Regions from separate parts of the Mus musculus genome. Here all the other regions are linked to region 4. The links are chromatin contacts, called in public promoter capture Hi-C maps. All regions are on one chromosome and are shown on one strand. Each heading gives the region's core, a stretch centred on a gene start, on an enhancer-like site or on the middle of the called end of the contact. The rest is flanking DNA. Distances are from core to core; before and after follow the strand shown. Region 1 holds the start of Kcnq4 (potassium voltage-gated channel, subfamily Q, member 4). Region 2 holds the start of Rims3 (regulating synaptic membrane exocytosis 3). Region 3 holds the start of Zfp69 (zinc finger protein 69). Region 4 holds the start of Rlf (rearranged L-myc fusion sequence).

Region 1 (2,744 bases), core at 219-2,718, 470 kb before region 4:
TCAGCACCAGGCCCAGCCCTTTAACCGATATGGCCTGGGCCTCTCATGTTCCTGGTCCGACCAGGCCTTCCCCCAAGACTGCCTTCCGAGCTGCCAAAATTCACTCTCTACATCCAAGAGGGGTCAGTGTTTTGAAAGTTGTAGGAGCCTGCTGAGAGGAGGAGGGGCCCCACAGCGGCATTGTTTCCAAACATACCCCTCTCTTCTTTCTTTTTCCCCATGCTCAGAGCCAGGCCTAGTACAGCTGGCCAGCAAGGCAGGAGAGCTGGGCCCAGCCTTCAGGGCAAGGCAGGACAGGGCAGGGCAGGCAGGGCAGCCTGCTGCCTTGGGTACTTCGAAGTTGAGGGTGCGGAGCAAGACTAAAGAAGACACGGATAAAGTTGGAAACAGCACACAGGCCTGTCAGAGCCATAGGGACCCTAGACAGCCCTGATCTGGGTACAGCCTGTCTCTGAAGAGAGAAATCTCCAAGGGGACCAGGTGGGAGCACAACATAACTACAGAGCCTGAGGGGAGAAAAATAATGTAGGGGCTAGGGTCTTCTGTGTCTGGGACACAGGGAGGGTGAGGTGAACAAAAGATAAGGAGAGTCCCACTTTAGCGGCTTCGGACTTGGTAAAGCAGAGAAGAGCAAGAAGCTGAATGACGGATCAGAGCAGTGGGGCTCTGCGATCAGGATGAAAGTAAGGAGAGCAGGCAGAAGAGGTTAGACGCCAGGGCAACAGGGGTCAAGGCTGGGAGATCAGGGGTTAGGTCAGGCTGGGAGACCGAAAAGGGGGCACAGGCCCAAGAGGGGAACTGAGTGAGGGTCTGCCCCGGGGCAATAGGATAGAGAGGTGGAGCCAGCGCGGGGTGGCGGTCCCCAAGGAGTCTGGCTCATGCGGGGTCAGAGCCGGGGCACGTCAAGGGGTGCGGGGGCTCCAACTTACATGAAGACGTGGTAGACGAAGGCCCACCCGCGGGGCCGCTCCAGCACGTTGTAGACCCAGTTCTGCAGGCGGCGGTAGCGCTTCTGCGCGGCGGAGGAGCGCTGGCCGCCGCAGGCGGAGCCCGAGCCGGAGCCCGGCCCAGGGAGGGGCGCGCCCGGCGGCAGGGGGCTGCCCAGAAGGCCGAGGCGACGCGGAGAGCCGCCCCCGCCCGCCTCGCCCTGTTCACTCTGCACGGCCGTGAGCGCCACCAACTCCGCGCGGGGGGCGTCCCCGGGCGGGGGGCCCAGGCCGAGGCGGCGCGGGGGGGCCTCGGCCATGGGCGGCGCCGGACGGGGGACCGGGGCGTTGCGGGGCGGGGGCGCGCTCGGGCGGCTCAGAGTCGCATGGCTCGAACCCCGGGCCGGCGAGGCGACCCTGGGCGCGCACGCAGGCGGCGGGGGCTAGGGACCAGGCCGGGTCCGTGCGGGGTCCGGAGGCGGTCGCTCGGAGCCTCGGGGCCGCGGGAGCCCGTACTGACCGCCCGCTTCCCCGGCGACTGGGGCGGCTCTTTCCGACTCCAACTCTCTTATTACGCGCTCCATGCCGCTCGCCTTTCCACCTGCCGCCGGCGCGCCGCTCACATGTCACCCTCCCCCGCCCCGCCCCGCCCCTCCCCCGCCCGCCCCGCGGCCGCCTTCCCAAATCGGGGAGGGAGCGAGAGAGAAGAGCACCGGGAGGGGGACCCGGGTCGGACGCGGCGGAGCAGGGCGCGCGGTCCGCCCAGTCGGTGTGTCCCGGCCCCGAGCGCGTGGCGCGGGCAGCGCGCCGGGCCCCGAGGCCGGGCGTGTACGAGTGGTGTGGCCCTGGTGGCCCGCTCTGGGGAGGGAGGTTGGGACGCCTGGTGAGTGGTTGTGGAAAGTGGAGCGTGGAGTGTGGAGTTGTGGCCGCGGTAGCTCGAGGGACACTTACATTGTAGAGTGGAGGTGTTTGTGTCCAGAGAAGTGCCTACTTGTGAGAGTTGGCTAGCCAGCCGTGGGTCTGCGTGGGTTCAGAGTGAGTGGGTGGATGGATGGATGGATGGGTGGGTGGGTGGGTGGGTGGATAGATAGATGGATGAGAGTACAGAAGAGTGTGCAGAACCGGGCAGTACAGCGCGATGGGTAATGTAAGCGAGGAGGTGTGCCCGTCGGGTCGTGCCCTCGGTTTCTAGTGCAGGGTGTTTAAAATGCGCTGAGGGCCGAGTGAAGTTGGGACAGCAGCTTCCGTTCCTCCTGCTGTTGTTACTTGAAGGGCCCGGTGCCCTACAGCTATCGAGAGATGTGTGGGGTGGTGTAGCTCACAGTTGTGCCCAGATGCGTCTCTCCTCCCGTCTTGTTGATGAAGGAGGAGACCCCAGTTGATCACCCTGAGCAGAGGGGACGCTCCCTCCCTGATTACGTACCTGCCCTCATCTCCCCACTCCATCTCCGCTCCGTGGGATTCACACCCGCCACCCCCTTCTCCCACTCTAGCCCAGAAAAGCTTGTTTAGGGCAGATAGAAGTATAGAAATAAACGTACTAGGGGCCAGTATTAGGGGAACGGACAGAGCACTCCCAAAGGCCTATAGCACCCCACCAGGACTTTCTCTAGGAGCACCCCTCTCCAGCAAAAAGTTCTCGGTGCCTGACCTCCGTCTCCGCTGTGAGCTGTCTGGCCCCTTTTCCCTCGCCCTCCTGACCGTGTACTAGGTGATGATTCGGGTTTGCTGGCCCTCCTTCCTTCTTCCCCAGCCTAAAGCGATGGCCAAACCAGACGCTCCCGCTCCCTCCGCAGGCCCTGCCCCAGGGTGAAGCGC
Region 2 (2,700 bases), core at 29-2,528, 360 kb before region 4:
TGGATCGTTTGAGGTTGAAAGATCCACTGTTGATGGAAGCAAAAAAAGCTTGCTCTCTTTGCATACTGGCCCTCACCCTCACTGGCAACCTCAGTCCGTCACTAACATTTGAACCCACTTCTTTGGCATTCCAGCAGATATTGAAGGCCATCTGGCCTTGTGGAGTGAATAACTCCTGAGTTCTTGGACTTTCCATTGTACAGCCATTGTTGGACAAGCCGGATCACATCCTGTAAGCCATTTTAATAAATCCCCTCCCACATGTGTGCGTGTACGTGTGTGTGTGCGTGTGTGTGTGTGTGTGTGTGTGCGTGTGTGTGTGTGTGTGTATGTGTTTCTTCTCTAAATTCTGTCCCTCTAGAGAACCAACAGTAATACAGGGTTCCCACTTGCAGTCCTATTGACACAGGGCCTGAGGACTCTTTGGTATCAGGACTGGCCAGCACAGTTCCAGGGTTGGTTCTTACTGGAAACCCCTCATAATTGCAGAAACTACGAGTAACTCAAGATATTGTGAAAAATCCCTTCAGGACAAAACTGTCCCCAGTTGAAAGGCACTGCCACAGGTGGCAAAGGAGCTAATATGGGTCATAGGCCCCTTACCTGAAGTCTGAAAGTATATTGGAAGTTCCTTTTTTTTAAACAAAGGACTTACTTTCACTTCGTGTGTGTATGTGCACACATGTGCTGGAGCCTTCAGGTGCCAGAAGAGGGCATCAGATTCCTTGGAGCTGAAGTAACAGTTGTCTGACTTGGGTGTTGGGAACTGAACTCTGATCTTCAAAAGCAGCACTCTTTTGTGACTCCTGATCTCTCTCTCTCTCTCTCTCTCTCTCTCTCCCTCCCTCTTTCCAGAAAATCTTTTACAGCAGGCACTTGAGCAAGTCATTTCTCCTCCGAAAGTTTCCCCCCTTTTTTTGGTCTTTAAAATGGACTCTATGTTTGTAAGGTGTTTAGCCTTACTGCTCACCATCTGACATTCCTTGATCTTGTTCAGAATAGATGGAGGCACCTGGGAGGTGCCCCCAAGGACAAGGAAGTTTGAGAAGGAACAGATTGTGTAGAAGAGTGGACAGGCAGGGGACAGGAGGAGCATCTTAGGGACTTGAGCGGCCCCCAACCCCTGATTCTTAGAGGTTCACTTCTTCCAGGCCTACTCCTCAAGGATACACCTAGAAGATCCAGATTCCAGAGGCCACGCCCACCTTCGGGCCCCGCCCCATCTGGCCCCGCCCCATCCACTAATCCCTCCCACCAGCCCTAGGCCCCGCCCCTGCCAGGGCCCGCTTCCTCCCGCCAGCCGTGGCTTGGGCTTTGCACCCGGCGGCGACTGAGAACTGTGTGGCGACTGCGGAGCCAGCAGCGCAGGCGGGCGGAGCGGAGCTGTCCGGCCCGGTGGCGGGCGATGCCCCCGTGAGTCTCTGTCGCTGCCCCTCCCCGCCCCGCGTCCCTACCCCTTCGGAGTCCGCGCCCGCTCGGGGCCGGGCCGCGCCTACCGCCGGGTCCGCGGGGCGGGGTCCCGGGGCAGCACCTGCCTCGCCTTGCGGCGCCACTCCGCCAGCGGAATCCCGCTCCAGGCGTGGACCCCGGCCCCACCTCGGGGTAAGTCAGCAGGCCTTGCGCGCCTGCGAGTGGGCGTGGGGAGGGGGCTGCGGTCAGGGCAGGGGACCACGCCGGGAAGGGGGGTTCCGGCCGGCCGCCGAGCGCTACGTAGGGATGTATGCCAGATCTGGGGGGCGGGGGGGAGGGTTTGGGGGGGAGGCTCCGCGATGCGCACAACCTGGGATGACTGTGGGGCGGGGGCTGAGCCTGAGGAAACCTGGAAAATGGGGTAGGAACCCTAGAATCTGGAGTACTTTGCTGACGCTCAGGGTTTCACCTGGGGCCCTGATCTTCAACAGCATTGCTTCGCATGGCATTTTTGCAAAGTGCTTAAAATCCCTCCTGGAAAGGTAGCCTGCCTTTCTCCCTCCTGCCTGTACCCTGGTTGGGAAGCGGCCACTTTTTCCTTCCAACGTGACACCATTGTACCCAGAGAAACACTCCCCTTCTTAGTAAAAAGGAGAGAGGTGGTGCTCACGCAGCTTCAGGGTGAAAGAAGGGGCTTCTGGGAAGCTGGGAAAAAGTGGTCAGGGGCACGATGGGTCACCCAAGGCTTCAAGGAAGCTTGGCAAGACCCTTCATGGGCTATTCTGGCATCTTGTTCATTTGGGAGAATAGGTCTCCTTGGCTGGCTTCCTGGTTGCCTGGATCCCAGGCCCCCATTACCTCTGTACAACCCAACCTCAAGGAGTGGGTTTCCCCTCCTAGTATCTCAGAAGCGAATGAATGGTCCCTCTATAGCTCTTGTAGTCCCTGGCTAAGGTGGGAAATGTTGTAGCTAAGCCAGAGCAACAAGGGGCCCTAGCTAGCAGTGCCATCAGGGGCCTTCAGGGCTTGGGCCTGGGGGAATTGCTGTGTCCAACCCTGTCTCTAAGGGTGATATCTTGGAGAGAGATGGAAGGCAGCTGCTTTTCCTATTGCTCTGTTCTCTGCTGGTGATGACTTCTCACTGGGTTTTGGGGCCTGAATGGTGGAAAGAGGGTCTTTCACCAAGGGATTGACAACCCATCTCCACAGTTGCTGCCAGCCACCAATCAGTCCGTAATCACAATCACGCAACTGCCAACTCTGTCCCCATAGGCAAGTGAAGAGGATGGC
Region 3 (2,700 bases), core at 162-2,661, 260 kb before region 4:
CTGGCGCCAAGGAAGGCTCTTTGATGTCTGACCTGTATGTAAAGCTGAGACCTGAGGCACTTCAAGTCTGACCTTCAGTTTCCTCATCTATAAAATGTGGATGTTAACTACTGCACAGGGATGCAGTGTTGAGACAATGTTAGGTCTACTAAGTTAACAATTAAGACCTTTTTATTTTAAAGCTGTACAATAAACATTATCTTAAAGTTTAAAAAAAAAATCACGGGCTGAAGAGATGGCTCAGCAGTTAAGAGCACTGACTGCTCTTCCAAAGGTCCTGAGTTCAAATCCCAGCAACCACATGGTGGCTCACAACCATCCCTAATGAGATCTGACACCGTCTTCTGGGGTTTCTGAAGACAGCTGCAGTGTACTTATAATAAAGAAATAAATCTTTAAAAAAAATTAAAAATAAAAAAAATCACATGCGTTTATTTATGGGGGTGGAGGTCACATGCCAACTTTTGAGAGTTGGTTCTCTCCTTTTACCAGGGCATCAGACCTGTCTGCCAAAGCCTTTACGGGGCCCCAGTGGCCATCATGTTTTAGAGTTATTTTAGAAAACAATTAGAAAGCTCAGCTTGAATATCTCAGTTGATAAAACAGTAATTCACAGGGCTGCGCTTTGTCATAAGCCAGCAGCAACAGTCGTCATCACACACTCCAAATGCCCAGCACAGCTGGTGAAACGAATCCCCGGTTCAGATGCAATTAAAACTGCAGGGTTATGTGCTCCCACAGAGCTGGAGAGGAGGAAATATAGTATGTCAAGTGCAAGTAGAACCACTACAGAACTGACCATAACAGCAATTTGGAAACAACCCGAATCCATCATCTGAATCGCCCATTCAGCATATGAATAGTTGTGGACACTGGGACCAGATTCAGTGGACCTGATACCCAAACGCAGCTCTCTCTCGGGGAGGGGACTGCTCTTTGAAGTCTGGGGGAAGAGGAGGAAAGGTGAAAGACTGCCTGTCCAAAAAGACCGGAGTTGGTGCAAATAGCCCCGACTATGTAAAAAGTCTCGTCACTAAGTGCAAACTTTGTGCTGTTCCTTCCGAAGGAGCTGGCAATCCCAGAAGCTTGCTGAACGACCCATCGGCAGAACTTCGCAGGCAGCCACCCGGTCGAGCTCGCAGCTCCGCAGCAGAGTCGCCTACTCACCGGAGGATCTCCGGATCCGTTCCCGCCAGCCTTCCACGCTCACACCGCGGCGCCCAGTGCGCAGCGTGGCTTCCGAGGGACACAGGACACCGTCGGCCTCCGGGCTGGACACCGGCCTCTCCCGCTTCTCACCCGCCGCACCCGGGAGCGGAGCTCCGCGCGCACAGGCGTCCTGCCCGGCCTTCTGTCCCAGCCCAGGACCTGCGGCGCCGGCTGCGGCTCAGATGCCCGAGCTCCGCCGTTTCACCCCGCCCCTCTAGCCCGGTTCGTGTCCCCGCGCCTCCACCCGGGACCCGCCCACCCCACGCTGCTCGCGTCAGCGCCCTGCCCGTGGCTCCGCCCACCCGGGTGCTGCGCGACCCAGATCCCGGAAGCCGGAAGCCGCCCGGGCAGACCCAGGGGCGGTGTCCAGCGAAGCCGGCAGCCCCTGCTGAGGGTCTCCTGTACCCCGTGGCCCGGCGAGTCTTCCTGGAGAAGCCGCTTCTCTGTCATTCTTTCATTCTTAAGGCTTCAGGATGCAGCCTTAAATCGCACGCAGTTCCTGCTCTCTCCTAATCTCCTAATTCTGGTGAATTCGATAAGTAGAAAAATAGACAATCCAAAAGGCAACAGGGGCCTAGAAAACAATAAACTTAAAAAAAAAATTCCGGGATATGTATTTTTAATGTCCCTAAAGACATGTATTAGTTTGCTTAAGGCTGCCTCCCACCCCCAAAGAAAAACACTTCACACCGGTGACTTAAACAATAGGAATTTATTTTCCCATGGTCCTGGAAGGTAGAACCCCTTTCTTCCCATATTCTCACGGCGTGTTTCCTGAGTGCCTGTAGCTAGGGGAAGTGTCTGGTGTCTGAGTTAGCCTTCCTCAGTTCCTCAATTTAACTTATCTCTTTAAAAGTTCAGTAAACATATGGCATTGAGAAAATAAAACTGAGCCCACTGGAAGATACAGAAGAGATGACGACAGAGTAAACACTTACCAGAGCAAAAATTGGAAAACCAGCATCCAGAAAGTTAATCCAAGTTGAAAGCGGCTTTTGCCCAGCTATCTGGAAAACAGACCTTTCATACTGCACATAGAGACTGGGAGGGGGAAAAATGAGCGGACTTGGGACTGATATAGGAAACCCTCTCCACATGAGTAGAACCTCGAAGGGCTGGGTGTTCTCTTTAATGTGTGTGTGTGTGTGTGTGTGTGTGTGTGTGTGTGTGTGTGTGTGTGTGTCTGTGTGTGTTTGGGATGGGGGAAGATAAGTGAAACAACATGGGAAAAATTCATGAACTGCAAAAAAATTTCGTGTCGTTGGCTGTGATCTTCGTTCAAAGTCATCTCTATCTATTGAGTTGAAGACAGTGGCACTTGGGCTGTAAATTAATTTGCAAAAAAAAAAAAGACAAATTGGCAGTAGAGAGTTTATTAAACACTACTGTACAGTTGCATCTGGTGCTCCTGGAAAAGGGATTGCACCCCTGAGAGGAGTGGAAGATCTTTGGAGTTGGCAGAACTAAAGCTCTGAGTTTATCTCATGAGCT
Region 4 (2,700 bases), core at 4-2,503:
AACTTTCTAACTCCACAATCTTTTCAGCACTCAATTGCTCATTAAGAGTCCACGTACCAACATACCTCGATTATTTTCTATTCTCTAAGGTACTCCAAATGAGGAGCAAAGGGATGGCAGAAACCTGATAGTCTAAGTACCAGATGCAGAAACAATGACGGCAAGCATTTACACTTGGAAGACACTCGAAAACATAGAAAAAAAACTGCAACGTGGTCACGGAGACCAAACTTAAAATCACATCTGTCAGCATGTAGCCCCACAGATTGGGACCCGCACAGAAACGATCAATCACCCGACTGCCAAAGAGGCCATTCTCTATATCTCTCTCCCGACCTCTTCCACTCAGACTAATCTCCATTACAGAGCTACCAGGCTCCATTCCTAGTAGTACAACCAGCAGATGAATACAAAACAGGTCAAAGAATGGCATAAACATATCTTTTCACACCCGCCCACAGTGGCAAAAACAAACAAACAAACAAACACCCCACAAAAACCAATCAACCGGCTCAGTATTCCCTAATCAGAAAGCTCCAGACGCCATCCAAGACCAACCGTCGTATCTTAGGGAAGCCAAAAGATGTGACTTTAAAGATAAGTCTCTGGTCAGAGCCCACCTCTCCTGATTGTTCAGAAAAACAAGGTTTTTCAGTTTGGAGATCAGCACACCACTCAAAAAAAAAAGCATCTCCCTGCAGGAACTGGCAATCGATCCCTCAGGGGGGCAGTGGCGCTCCAACCACCCGGCCAGGACCCAGGCAACAGCGACAGGGCACAGCCCTTGCAGGGAGCTCTCTGGGCTCAGGACCGCCCAGCGCAATCCGCCCGGGCAGTGACTGAAGTCGGGTTACGGCAGAGCTGGGCCTGCCCGGCCCGGGGGCGCGGCGAGATACGGGGGTGGCGTTTTTCCCCGCGAAGCCCCCGGCTGTTGAGGCGGATCCCGAGTCTCTTCTCCCGGCCTCCCCGCCCCTCCACCCTCGGCCATCTAGTCCACCCCTCACCTGGCAGAAGCTCCGGCAGTAGCTCAAAGATGAGACCTCGGACACCTCCTGCTCCCTCAGCTCGGTCTCCAGCTGCCAGAGACACGGTCGTAGGCCCGGCGCTCCCGACGCCGGAGATGCAGGGCGATGACCCCGAGCCATGGACTCAGTCTCGACTTCGGCTCCCGCCACCGCCGGAGCCTCAGCCCCAGCCCCGGCCCCGGCGGCGGCCGTGGCGTCTCCCTTTCCGTCCGCCATCTTCCCACGGCCCAGCAGCGCGTAGGCAACCAAACCACGTGACTCCGCCTGGCCCCGCCCCCAATCGCCCGTGTTAGTGACGCACCCCCCTGGCGACGCTGGCGCCAACTTTATCCGTCACTAGGACGCCGAATGTTGGTCCTCTCAGAAGTCTCCACCGCAACCGCCCTAGCAACAGCCTAGCAACGGCGAGATTCTAGCGGCCCTGGGTTCTACAGGCCCTTCAGAGTCGAGGAGCGCAAAGGGCCTAGAGACAATGGAGATATGAGAGAGATGTCTGCGGAGCAGCGAACCGAAGAGCAAGGGAAAGGCAGCCCAGAAAGAAGCTCGGAGAAAAGCATCCCCGGTTGGAGGAAAATAAAGATTGTTAGGCCGACCTGAAAACAAACTGAAGGGAATTTGGTTTAAAATGGGAATGGCATTACTAGTCGCTGGAAAAAGGATTGGTCAAAATATATGGCGTTGAGACGATTCTACTAAAAAGGGGGGGGGGGGGACTTTTAAAAAGTTGTTTTCAAGACAAGGATTCCCTGTGTAGGACTAGCTGTCCTGTAACTCACATTGCAGATCAGGCTGGCCTCAAACTTAAAAGTTCACCTGCCTCTGCCTCCCAAGTGCTGCGACTGGAGGTGTGCAGAGACAGGCTGGATCTCTGTGGGTTAGAAGCCAGACTGGTATATAGAGCGAGTTCCAGGACAGCCAAGGCAAAGCCACTGTAATCCAGCACTTGAGAGACTGAGACAGGAGGATCATGAGTTCCAGGTATTAGTGGGAGGGGACAAGAAAGAAATGCAAAGAAGAACAGAGAAGAAAAGGGAGAATGGCAAAATGGTGTGGCTGGAGCCCAGTAGATGAAGTGGTGAAAACAAGAAAAAAATATGTATATATGTGTGTGTGTATATGTATATGTGTGTGTGTGTGTGTGTATATACACATACATTATATATATATATATATATGTATATATATATATATACATATATATATATATATATATATAAAATCCAGAACATAAGATGTTTGGTCTAGTATACAAATGAGGGATACCCTCACTTCAACTGGAGGAACTCTATAAACAATGGGTCTAGATGAAGGTAAATGTATAATTTGATAATGGGAGATTTGAGAGTTATGACCTAAATGTTGCTTTCCCCTCCATGAAATATGAGCCATTGTGCTGATTGGTCAGTTGTTTGTGACTTTAATACAAAACCAGAGTCACTTGGGAGGAGGGAACCTCAACTGAGAGGTGCCTCCATCCCACTGATCCCTGTAGGCATGTCCATGACATGTTTTGTTTGTTGACTGACGTGGGATGGCCCAGCCCACTGTGGGTGGTATTACCCCTGGGCAGATGGTACTGGGAGGGATAAGCAAGGGACAGCATCTGAGCATAGAAGCAAATCAGTGAGAAGCGTTTTCCCCACAGTTCCTGCCTCTGCTCCTGCTTGAGTTACTG

Evidence for each region. Promoter capture Hi-C pulls out the DNA fragments that hold promoters and counts their contacts.
Region 1: a promoter capture Hi-C map of pre-B cells shows a contact between it and region 4, with 1.8 times the contacts expected there. The contact joins the promoter of Kcnq4 here to the promoter of Rlf in region 4.
Region 2: a promoter capture Hi-C map of pre-B cells shows a contact between it and region 4, with 4 times the contacts expected there. The contact joins the promoter of Rims3 here to the promoter of Rlf in region 4. A contact is called at or near these places in 1 of 39 promoter capture datasets (pre-B cells), 1 of 484 Hi-C or Micro-C datasets (pro-B cells) and 1 of 115 datasets of contacts at active chromatin or transcription factors (memory CD8 T cells).
Region 3: a contact with region 4 is called in a promoter capture Hi-C map of pre-B cells, with 6 times the contacts expected there. The contact joins the promoter of Zfp69 here to the promoter of Rlf in region 4. A contact is called at or near these places in 13 of 39 promoter capture datasets (the 3T3-L1 cell line, the HPC-7 cell line, cranial neural crest and 9 more), 2 of 15 datasets of contacts at CTCF or cohesin (the NIH/3T3 cell line and large pre-B cells), 4 of 484 Hi-C or Micro-C datasets (CD4 T cells, embryonic stem cells and uterus), 14 of 115 datasets of contacts at active chromatin or transcription factors (the 230-238 cell line, the SCID.adh cell line, bone marrow-derived macrophages and 9 more) and 2 of 9 other capture datasets (adipose tissue and liver).

What each region holds. Positions count from the first base shown.
Region 1 is chr4:120,745,931-120,748,674 of GRCm38.p6, forward strand. Kcnq4 (potassium voltage-gated channel, subfamily Q, member 4) reads right to left here and starts at 1,469. Exons shown (of 14, transcript NM_001081142.3): 1 at 930-1,469. The coding sequence starts at 1,246.
Region 2 is chr4:120,853,521-120,856,220 of GRCm38.p6, forward strand. It overlaps Rims3 (regulating synaptic membrane exocytosis 3), which reads left to right and starts at 1,279. Exons shown (of 8, transcript NM_182929.3): 1 at 1,279-1,602.
Region 3 is chr4:120,950,277-120,952,976 of GRCm38.p6, forward strand. It overlaps Zfp69 (zinc finger protein 69), which reads right to left and starts at 1,412. Exons shown (of 6, transcript NM_001384119.1): 1 at 1,168-1,412.
Region 4 is chr4:121,213,831-121,216,530 of GRCm38.p6, forward strand. Rlf (rearranged L-myc fusion sequence) reads right to left here and starts at 1,254. Exons shown (of 8, transcript NM_001346660.1): 1 at 1,005-1,254. The coding sequence starts at 1,241.